Regions from separate parts of the Mus musculus genome. Here region 2 is linked to region 1. A link is a contact called in public promoter capture Hi-C data. All regions are on one chromosome and are shown on one strand. The core of a region is the stretch at or near the end of the contact, and the rest is flanking DNA. Distances in the headings are between cores, read along the strand shown.

The links. Promoter capture Hi-C pulls out the DNA fragments that hold promoters and counts their contacts.
Region 2: a contact with region 1 is called in a promoter capture Hi-C map of stem cell-derived epiblast-like cells, with 2.9 times the contacts expected there. The contact joins the promoter of Podn here to the enhancer-like site in region 1. A contact is called at or near these places in 5 of 39 promoter capture datasets (embryonic stem cells, hippocampal neurons, liver and 1 more) and 5 of 484 Hi-C or Micro-C datasets (cortical neurons and embryonic stem cells).

The regions. Positions count from the first base shown.
Region 1 is chr4:107,734,134-107,739,691 of GRCm38.p6, forward strand. All of the region lies in intron 3 of 1700047F07Rik (a long non-coding RNA gene), which reads left to right. Among named protein-coding and RNA genes, the nearest start is that of Gm12907, 22 kb to the right of the region's middle. Within about 2 kb of position 3,993, at least 57 of the 459 cell types and tissues checked have an H3K27ac peak or open chromatin away from gene starts, as enhancers often do. A contact at or near this core is called in cortical neurons, hippocampal neurons and stem cell-derived epiblast-like cells, where this site is marked.
Region 2 is chr4:108,029,007-108,034,475 of GRCm38.p6, forward strand. It overlaps Podn (podocan), which reads right to left and starts at 2,948. Exons shown (of 13, transcript NM_172874.4): 1 at 2,864-2,948; 2 at 932-1,047.

The DNA.
Region 1 (5,558 bases), core at 2,743-5,242:
CCCACACACTGAGCAGGCCTAACTCAGGAACAGCTGCGGGGAGGGAAGCCTGTGAACTGGGTGGGCCTGGGAGTTTAGGTAAAGAGGTGAGAAGGGCTGGGATGCTGGTGTGGACTTTGAAATGCATAACAAGTAAGCGTGAAAAGGGACTGAAGGTGTCTGGAGGGCAGCATGGGCTTTGATATGTAACCAGGGAAGTGGCAGGCAGGTTCTTGGTGCTCTGTGTGAGCTTTGATCTCTCTGACAGCAGTCTCTCTATGCTGTCTAGCTTGAGCTCAGCCAAGACTGTCTTTTGAGTTCCCATTTGGACCTGACACCAACCTCCCTCTGGAAGGGGCTTCTGACACCCCCTTTTTCCCAGACCCACTTTATCCACATTGGGGTTTGGGGCTTGTTCTTTTGATTGGTTTTCGGTTTAATGTGGTTTTGAGACAGGATCTCACTGTGCATGCCAGGCTACTCTTGAGCCTGCTATGCATCCTAACCTGACGTTGAACTCCTGATCCTCCTGCCTCTGCCCCTTCAGTATTAGGATCACAGATTTCAGCCACCACACCTGATCCACACTGGCACTTTGGTTTTCTTCAGGAGGACACGCTGGCTGGCTCTCGTACCAGTGACCAGCGGATAGCTAACCTATGGCTGCTCTGTGACAGCAGCGGGCTACCCAAGAGTGAAAAGGAGATTACCTGCAGCAATAGCGCAGGAAACCTCACACTGTGTCCCGCTGTCCGTGCATCTGAAAGCCCTTATGCTACACTACAGAGGCCAAACCCAGAAGACTGTGTTTGTTTGCTGGTTGTTTTTGTTTCGAGATAGGGTTTCTTGTCGCCCAGCCTGACCTTGAATTTGCTATGTGGGTAAGGATAGCTTTGAACTTCCGATCCTCCTCATATGCAATGATGCTGGGTTTATGTGGTTCTGTGGAGCAGACTCAAGACCTTGTGCGTGCTGAACAAGCAACCGAACCAACTGTCTGTGTTACATCCCTAAGCCTGGGATAGTCTGCAAAGAGATAGTCTAGGGCAGAGAGACCAGTGCAGTCAAAGCCAAGGTGGGTAAGAGACTGAGTTATAGAGAGACCGAGGCATATTGAGGATAGTGAAAACACATTTGTGGTGTGGGGTGACCCTGTTGGGCTTCTCAAACAGCACTGAATAGATTAGTTTTCTTTCTTTCTTTTTTTTTTTTTAAAGATTTATCCATTTATTATATGTAAGTACACTGTAGCTGTCTTCAGACACACCAGAAGAGGGCGTCAGATCTTGTTACGGATGGTTGTGAGCCACCATGTGGTTGCTGGGACTTGAACACTGGACCTTTGGAAGAGCAGTCGGGTACTCTTACCCACTGAGCCATCTCACCAGCCCTAGATTAGTTTTCTTGTGTGTGTTATACCTCAGTGCAGCTGTTTAGAAATCACTGTAGGGAATGGCCCGATCTCAGTCCCTACCTTAGTGGTTATGCTGTTGGGGTCCCTGCACACCCTCCTGGCCCGTACCTGAGACATACTGCCTTCCTCTACCCCCACTGGAGGGGTTAGATGGAACTGTTGACTCCTGAGGTGTGGCTGACTCTGACAGAAGCTAGTGAGGATTCCTGCCAGACGTGACATTCCAGTTAACTTGGGACAGGGTGAGGCATCCGCTCGCCTGTGACAGGTCAGGGGAAGCTGGGAACCAGAGGCAGAAAGCAGCCTGGCTTTACTGAGGAATTTAAGGGGCAGGAAGGGAGGGGCATGTGGTTTGCTCCTCTTAGAGAAAAATATATGTGACAGCTGGTAAGTAGGGGTCCCCTTGGGTTTTGACAGCTCGTGAGACTTGGGCTTTGGACTCTCCTGGGGCAGTGAAGGTCCCTAAGAAGCAGGCTATTGGGTTTTCATTTTAGAGGCATCCTGACAGCAGACACTGGGGCCCTGGGGTTCATACGCCAGGTTGGTTTATATTTTTGTATCTCAAGTGCACAGGGCTGCCACCCTTTAATTTTGCCTTAAAAAGCAACCACTATTTTCTATTTTGACCATCAGGTCAAAGAGGTAGAAGGAGGATAGGGTGGTGATAGGTTTTACAGCCCAGCGTTGAGAGGGAAATAATCTTACAGTGTGGAGCATACCTTAAAATCAGATTCGTGTGCCCAGAACTCAGGGAAGCAGAGGCAGGTGCATCTCTGTGACTTCAAAGCCAGCCTGGCCTGGTCTACATGGTGAGTTCCAGGCCAGCCAGGGACACATTGTGAGAACCTGTCTCAATCAATCAATCAATCAATCAATCAATAAAATGCAGCTTTACAAAAACCTTACCAGTCACCTGCGGACTTTCCCAGTCTTGGCCCAGGTTCTCAGACTGGCAGGGGCTTGGACACAGTCTGAATCCCTCATGGACTCCTCAGAAATGCGTGCAGCAAGCAGCTCACACCCTGAGCTCTTAGAGGGAGGGAGGGAGGGAGGGAGGGAGGGAGGGAGGGAGGGAGGGAGGGAGGGAAGGAAGGAGGGGAGCTGCAGGTAGCTGAAGCAGCCAGAGAAGGTTCTAGCTCTCTGTTCCTTATAAGATGACCACTAACATCTGCTTCTGTTCACACAGAGTGTGGCCTATCTGAATGAGATGTGTGTATATGAATGAACGTGCTGTACACGCCGGGATCTTACAGCCTTGCTGTATACAAAGGACTTCAGGCTGTTAGGTTACCTTTAATCATTTTGGTCCCGCGTGCTTAAATGGTAACATTTTTAAAATGTTGTGCAAAATAAAAAATAATATTGAATTAATTTCACCGGACTCCTTTCACTATTTAAAAAAAAACTAAAGTTAGACACCATGACGTGTGCCTGTGGGCCCAGCTACTCAGATGGCTGAGCTGAGAGGATAATTTCAGACTAGGAGTTTGAGACTGTCTCAGAAAAATCAAATAAAAACTTGGCTGCTATTAATAGAACCATGAGGCACATACGTCGCCTCACATTTATGTCTCCTCAAGCTGGTGTGTGAGCAGAAGCAGAGTGGAGGAGCAGTCGGGGACACGGTACATACGTGTGTGGGGTGCTGGTCCTGACTCCGCTAATGACAAGCAAGGGCTGAAGGTTTTCACAGCTTCAAAGAGGGGTAAGAGTGGATGTCTCTGCAGCCTTCTGGAAAAGTAGAAGCTATGGGGCTGTGTTCATTGTGGGAGGGATGAAGCAGGGGAGTAAGGGTCAGAGAAGTAGCTGAGGAGTGCTACTGGCTTGCAGTGGTCCTCAGGATTTGGGGTTCAGAGAGCTGCTCCAGAAATCTACTTCAAAAGCCCAGCGTGTATCAGGGAGGAAAGTCTGAGACGCCCCAGGGATTGCTGGCACTGGGTCACACAGTTCCCAACTTTGAGTCCCTGACTCTCCTTAGCCAGGGCTCAGCTAGAAAGAGAGTGTCCCATAATGGCTGACGGTTCCCCTTCCTGCCCAGCGCCCCAGAATTCTTTCTATCTGAGCCACAAGACAGGGTGGCCACAGGAACCTGGGGCCTGGTGAATGGTAGGCATATTCTCTGTCACTGAGCCACACTCCCAGTCAGTCTGTGTTCGTAGCTGAGACAGCACACTTGTAGGCTCTGGAGGAACACACCAAAGTGTGCTGTATCCTACATCTGGCGGATCCCACTCAGTTGGTGCTGTGATCGGCAGGTCTCAGCCCCATCTTACAGGAGGGCAAACAAAACCCGGGAAGAGGACAAGGACATGTCCAAAGAGGCTCAGGCATTTCCCAGTGGGCAGACGCATTCTCTCTGCTGACAACAGAAAGAAAAACATCATTTTCAAATTTCTGTGAGCAGAGGCTTTTGGTCCTGGCCTCTCCTCTGAGCTGCACTACCCATGCCCAGGATGATAGCTCGCTCGGCAGGCCTGGAAGTCCTCAGACTTACAGAGCAGAGCAGGCCTGCAGCCAGCCAGCTCCTTGAGGCTCTGTCCACCCAACCCAGGCCTGCGCCCTGGAGGTGCCATTTGTCACTGTGGCCAGCAGGGGGCACTCCAGGACAGTCAACTTCTCAGGCCACGGCCACAGGCATCGCCCAGGAATTGTGTCCTCCATACAAACATTCAACCCAGGGTCCCCATTTTTCTTCTCTTCGTAAGGACTAGACAGCCAGATATCTTGAACACATCAGGTTTAGACAAGTGTTTACCCACCTGATGCCTTGAGCAGGCCTGATGCTTCAGAAGGAACTGTGAAAGTCCCTGACAGAAAAAAAAATTGCAAGATAACACTTAGCTAGGTAGGCAATCCACTTATCAAGGAGCGGGTCAGAGGCTCTTGGAGTTGCAATGAGGGAGGTGCTGATTCAAAGGGCTTCTCAGGGAACCCCTTTAATCATTCACCAGGATGGGGTCTGCATGGGAGAGAATTCGGAATGTCAGAGTCCTGCCCCCTCTCCTCCCCTTTAATATTCACAGGAAGAACTTGGCTCCCTAGACCCAGGAAAAGCCTGAATCCCAGGCCCAGTATGTGGGTTGGGTTCCATCCTAAAGTCAACTCTAAGGTGACTCAGAACTCTCCCACCCCCTGTGCACAGGGGAGAGTAAGGGGCCTGGGGTCCAGGGGCAGGTCTGATCTGGTTATTTCTGGCATTGAGCAGGAGAGCCCACTGTGCAGACACACAGGAGCCAAGTTCTGCACTGAGTAGATAGCGCACACAACACAGTGACTCCCACACCTGCTTAGGACTGGTACTAGTGATGACTGTGTGTGTTGTGTAAACTGTAATCCATGGTGCTCTCACTCGGCAGACCTTCGCAGCTTCCTGTTCACTGCTAGCTCGTTCCTGACTCAAGCAGGGTTGGCTGTTTCCTCTGGCATCCGTTTCTGGGACAGCTTGCCCACCTGAACAGAGGCATGGATGTCTTCCATCTCCTGCCTACCCAGGGCCTGTGGTCTAGGTGATGCCAAGCCACGGAGCTGAGCACATGCCCGGAGTAGACCCCCACACCTTGGGGAGGGGGGTGTCTTCAGAGGACGTCCAGGCCTGCCGAGCAACCTGGGTGACTAGGGGCAGTAGTGCAAGCCAGTCACAGTCCATGAAGCTGTTTGCATCTGTAGGGAAGGCTGCTCTCCCTGTTCTCCGTGATATGAGGAACTTAGAGCCCACTACTCTGACTGCCAACAAACAGCAAAGCACTGAGCCTGGGCTCCCTCAACATGGCTCCATCTCTGGATCCAGCCACAACAGAGGGGAGCCCTCAACCTTTAAGTCCTGTGAGCCAATATTCTCAGTCTTTTTCTTCAGCTTAAGAAGTAAGCTTGTCACGCACAGCTAAAAAGCTCTTGTCTCTTATGGAACCTTTCAGAAGGCCTGAGCTTGGGCAAGTATTAGGCAGATCTGAGAAGAATTTAGCATGTGTCCTCAGTGGGACCCCTGACTGACTGGATCTGGGGAGAGAGCGAGAGAAAGGAACACAGAGTGTGGTACGAAGCCACCAAGGTGTGGCATTCTCAGAGACAGAGAGCAAGGCGTGTGTGTGTGTGTGTGTGTGTGTGTGTGTGTAAGACACCAGTTTGTCTTTTACAAACGACAACTGGTACACTGCTGGGACATCAG
Region 2 (5,469 bases), core at 1,698-4,197, 290 kb after region 1:
ATGCCTCATTAATACTAATGATGTAGAATTCCTAACACTTAATATGTTGGATTAAACCAAATTAAGTTTACCTATCTTACATTATAAGACAAAAACCAAATTATTTGTACAGGACATGGAGGCGCATGCCTTTAATCGCAGTGCACCAGGGTGTGTTTAGGAAGGCCCGGGGACCAAAGAGTCTATGTGGAAAACTCCACAGAGCTCACCAGACTGTGGCATGTGGGAACTGGGAACAACACAAGCAGGCACAATGGCCACAGGTCCAGAACAAGTTACCCATGGAGTATGGACCTTGTTTCTGGAAGATAAGGAGCTGCTGACATGAAGAGGACTGTGGGCAAGACTGTGCAAGGGACAAAGAGGGAACAGTGCTGGTGCTCGGATGGAAAGCTTGGATTCCAGAGCAAGAAAGGAAGAATGGATGAGGCTTGGAGCAGATGCTCAGACCCCAGCACTACCTCCTGCACTCAGTGCAGTGAACACTCACCGAGCTCCGACTCTCTTCTGGGCTCTAGCTTGATGGAGCAATAGAAGGCTCAGGACTAGGCATAAACTATGCTCCTAATTTGCAAGCTGGAAACTCGAGGGCAAATGGTCCCTACTGCTGCCCACCTCAGAAATCTCAGACTCCTCAAGAGCCCTCGGCCCAGAGGTCTTGGCTCTGTCCTTTAAGGGTAGGCTGAGCCTCCCCTGATTCCAGGAGTGGAACGAATTTGTGAAAGGCAGAGGAGAAAGGCCTACAATATCATCTGTTCAGATTCCCTGCTGCACTGCGATTAAAGGCATGCGCCTCCATGTCCTGTACAAATAATTTGTTTTTTGTTTTATAATGTAACTGTTTTATAACTGTGTTGAGAGAGAGAGAGAGAGAGAGAGAGAGAGAGAGAGAGAGTGTATGTGTGTGTCAGGAACAGGAGAGATGGCCCACCTGTTAAGAGCAGTGCTCTGCTCACAGAAGACTGAGCCCAGCACTCTCTGGGATGACTCACAACCACCTGTAACCCCAGCTCTGGGGGATCTGATGCCACTGGCCCTTGCCAGCACCTGCACACACAAACACACAATTAAAAAGGAGGAAAGCAAGGGCACGATGGCCCAGCCAGTCATGGTTAGTGGCCTGCCTCCAAGCCTGATAACCAGAAGTTCAATCCCAGGACCCACGGAGGAGCAGGAGACAACCAATTCTGGCAAGTTGTCCTCTGACTCCCACACACGCTGTGTGGCGTGCACATATGAACACACACACACACAATAAGTAAATAAATAAATAGATTAATTAATTAATCAATTAAAGTTAAGACTAGGACTAATGGTTATCTTCTGCTCATAGCCCCAAGCTGCTCTTGAAGGCTGAGTAGGAGTTCCCCCAAGTGAACAAAGCGGGTGGAAACCATGGACAAGGTGTGGAGTAGTGGCAGGAAAGAGGCAGGTGTGTTGAAGCATGTAAACGGGGAATAGAAATTGGCTGTGAAAGCACAGCTTGCCGAGGGCATCAACCACCATGGCAGGACGTTAGTGATAGAGGGTCGTCAGGGTTCCAATAAGTCATGATCAACACTCTTTGTATGGCTCCAACAAGCCTACAGGTGCCACCTCCTACCCAGGATTCAGACGGAAGGGACAAAGAGTAGCTCTCATGGTGCACAGGTCATTGACTCTGACATCTGACACTTCTTACCTTACACACCGAAGACTGGGCCAAGGGCTCCGAGAGTGTACGGAAGGGGGCAGAAGCCCCAGACCAGTCATTGATGACTTTTTCCAGAGCAGCCCGGGCCCTTCCCAGTGGTGTTCGCCCTGTGAGCCCGGGATCTGGTCATTTGGGCTTTTCCAGGGCAAAAGGGAGAGGTGGAGAAGGAAAGGCCTACCCAGGGGTCTGCCCAGCAGACCAGGTGCCTCTTCGTGCCAGGCAGAGCGCGGTTGCACCTCCCCCAGCAGACATGCAGGCTGCTAATGCTCATCCTCCTGCCACCTCTTGCACACCTGCATCCTAGCCTGGGCGACAGCCCTCCCTGCACGCCTTCTTCAGCAGCAGCTGCCTCCCAACCCGGGGCCCCAGCACTGGAATCCCAAGCCGACCCCACCCCCTTCTTCCACCTGACTGCAGGTCAGCTATTCCAACTCACCCATCCCGGTCCACCCCAACCCCCACCCTGCACCAGGCTGATAGTGGTTCTGAGACCCACACAACCTGGGGACGACCGTGCTCCTTGCCCTGTCCCTTTCTGTGTTCCGCTGGAAGCAGCTGCCTAGACGGAATGGTCGGAGTGCAGTGCCCTGTGTTAGTTAGACTGCACCTAAACTGCCGAAACCAAGTTCCGCTGCTTGACTGTGCGCCTCACCTGCCCTGGCTCCCTGGGGACTGATATCTGCCTTTCTGTGCTTGTTTCTGTATGTAAAGAGGTCGGTGTTGGACTCGGTGAAGCCCCCGACAAACTGACGTGAAAAGACGCAGGATGCCCTGGGTCCCAGTTCTCGGTGCAGAGGTTCAGGCCCCTTCCCAGTTCCACCTGCCCCCACAGTCCCTGTCACCCGCCCGTGTGCCTCCACCTCCCCTCCCCATCCGCTCGCAGATTCTTTCCAGATGTGCGCAGCGGGAGGAGCCCGAAGGCAGGGACTGAATATCGAGTAAAAAAAGGGTCCCCTGCCCCTTGCTCCGGATCCCGCAGGGGGGCCGCCACCCCATATGGAGGTGTGCCTAACCGTGCCCCTTGCGCGGGGTCCGCCCGACAGGGTGGGATACGGCGATCCTCCCCTATCGCGGCTGTGGCAGTGGGAGCACGGCGGGATGTCAGAGAGAGCTGCCCGGGCGCAGCCGGTGGCCCGTGGTCCCTCGGCTCACCGGCTGCCCGCGTCCTACCTGCCGCTGCGCGCCGCGCCGTGGGCGGAACAGGCTCGCGGGTGTCCGCTGCGCTCCGCGGGCGCCGGCTCCTGTCATTCAAGTCGAGCCGTGGGCGCAGCGAGCCAAGTTTTGTTGTGGGTTCTCTCTCCCCGCCTCTCCCCCGGCCCCCGCCCCGCGTGCATCTGCCGGACGCCGGCCTCTCCCGACACAGGCGCAGGGTCCCGCTGGGCGCCGAGAGGGAGGGCCGAGCCCACGGCGCCGGGCTTGGCGGGGGGCCCACTTCCCGGGAGCTCGCGCCGCCGCCCCGGCCGGCCGCAGCACCACGCCCCCAACACCGGGTGCCTCCAGCGCACCACCTCCGCCTGCCAGCCTGCGGGCTGGGACCGCACCCAGGCAGGCCCCCCGCACCTGAGGAGAACCGAGAGGGCTCCTTCCTTCCAGTTCCTCCGCGCTCAGCTTCTTCCTCAAGGAGTTTGCAACCTTCCCGGGCACAAGTACCTTCCCTGTTCCCTCTCCCACCCTAGGGTCCGGAGCATGGCTAATGCTGCGTCAGCCAAGACCCTTCTGGACCCCTTCCTGTCAAAATTCCTCCTTCTCCTCCCCACCATCCACCCTCACTCCACTGGCCCTGGGCCCACAACTTGGTGAACCTTGAAGGAGAGTTAAACTGGACCGGAGTCTTCAAGCACACAGGTTCTAGTCGCGGAGAAAGCAAGGGACTGAGCAGGGAGCACTCCATATTGCTCCCAGGAGCTGAAAATGGTTCCAAGCACAGGCACATTAAGTACTAGCAGCTGAAGCAACACTGTTTGGCGCCAAGGGCTTCGTGGTGGAAAGGCGGGTGAGACTGGGTTTGGGTGCTACTTGGCACCTCTGCTGTGAAACAAACCTGTCTTCTACGTGCTGTGGCCTTTGGGCAGGACCTACTTGGCTCTCGGAGAGGGATAAAGATAATAAATCAAATGTGGAACCACTTGGCCACCTAAACTGCCGAGACCCTAAAGGGCTCTGGTTAAAGTGGCTGCAGACCTTTCCCTCCTGTGCTGCCAGGCAGTCAGTTTATATCTCCATGCATTAGTCTCTAGTCCTTACAGCCCTGCAAAGGAAGATTATTTCCCCATCTAATAAGTAAGGATGTGGCCTGTGCTTGGCTGCGTAACTAACATCATCATTCGGAGCTGGGGTTCTGGCCCATCTACCCATTGCAAAAGTCGTCTGTGATGCAAACAGGCAGGTAGGTAGGGATAGAGCCTGTGTTTGAACCCACAGCCATCTGTTTCCATTACCCATCACTGAAGAACTTAACACGAATGGGAAAGGGAAATATTTTGCCTTCTTTGGCCTCAAATTCCAATCTTCTCTGAGCTCAAACTTGAAAGTTGGTATGATTCACAAGATTGGACAGGGCCCAACAGAGATGCATCTTGTGTTTTCTGGACAGAGCCTAGATTCAAGTGGAGCTAAAAGAACTGGATTCTATTGGCTGGTTTACCCATGAACCAAAAATCTTCTAGAACAAGAAAAATCAGCACATGCTGAGTGCCAACGAAGTGCCAGGCACTGTCCTTAAACATCCTGGCCAGCCCTGTGGGGGAGGTACGGTAGAATACACCTGGAAGGGTCAGGGTGTTTTAGGGCTAGGCACTTAGAACACTACACACTCACTTCTGCTACCATCAAAACTAGCTCTGCCAAGCCAGTGCCCACACACGTACTGTGTCTGTGTGGTGCTGAAGGCACCAGCTACATTACAGCCTGGAGGGATTGTGAGTGTCTCAGGAGGAAACGGAGGTGACCCTCCGGCCTTCAGAAGGGATGGGTACCCAGCTGACTACCTGTGCACTTCGGCTCCTTCATGCTGCTTCTCAGAGTCAGCATCTGTTCAGTCTAAGATCACTACAGTGTATGGGGTCAAGTAGACCTGGGCCCAAAGGGAAATGCATTAAAAACTGTCTACATTAAACAGAAAAATTCCAGGTCTTCTCTGCACAGCTCTGGTCTCACAGTAAGTCCAAAAAAAAAAAAAAAAAAAAAAAAAAAGACAGCTGCTTTTATAAGACTGTTATCCAGACCTGACTGAACTCCAAGAGATGTCCAATAGAAACACAGACTAATATCAAGGGGCATGCCTGTTATCCTAGCATTTAGGTGGCTTGGGCAGGAAGACAGCAAGTTTGAGGCCGCTGGACTATACAGTGAAGTTCTGTCTCTAAAAGGGGTGGGGTGGGGGTGGAGAGATGGCTCACCAGGTAACACGTGCTGCACAAGCCTAATACCCTGAGTTCAGGTCCCCAGAACCCATGTAAAAGCCACACACTGCAGCTCATATGTCTGTAACTCTAGAGCACTCTGACAAGGAGATGGAAGTAGACAGAATCCCCAAAGCTGTCTCAGCAAGCACAAGGTGAGGGAGGGCTCACACTGGAGTTTGTCCTGGCTCCCTACACTCACACTCTAGCGCCCCATGCCTGAATTAACAGACCAGTAACACACTTATACACTAAGGTCTCTCTTGAAGATGACAAGTGTCGAGAGATAAGGACCTCCTGTACTGCCAGGCCAAGTGCCTTCCAGCTAAAAAGAGAAGGAAGCAACACAAAGACAGAGGGAAGACAGAGCCTGTG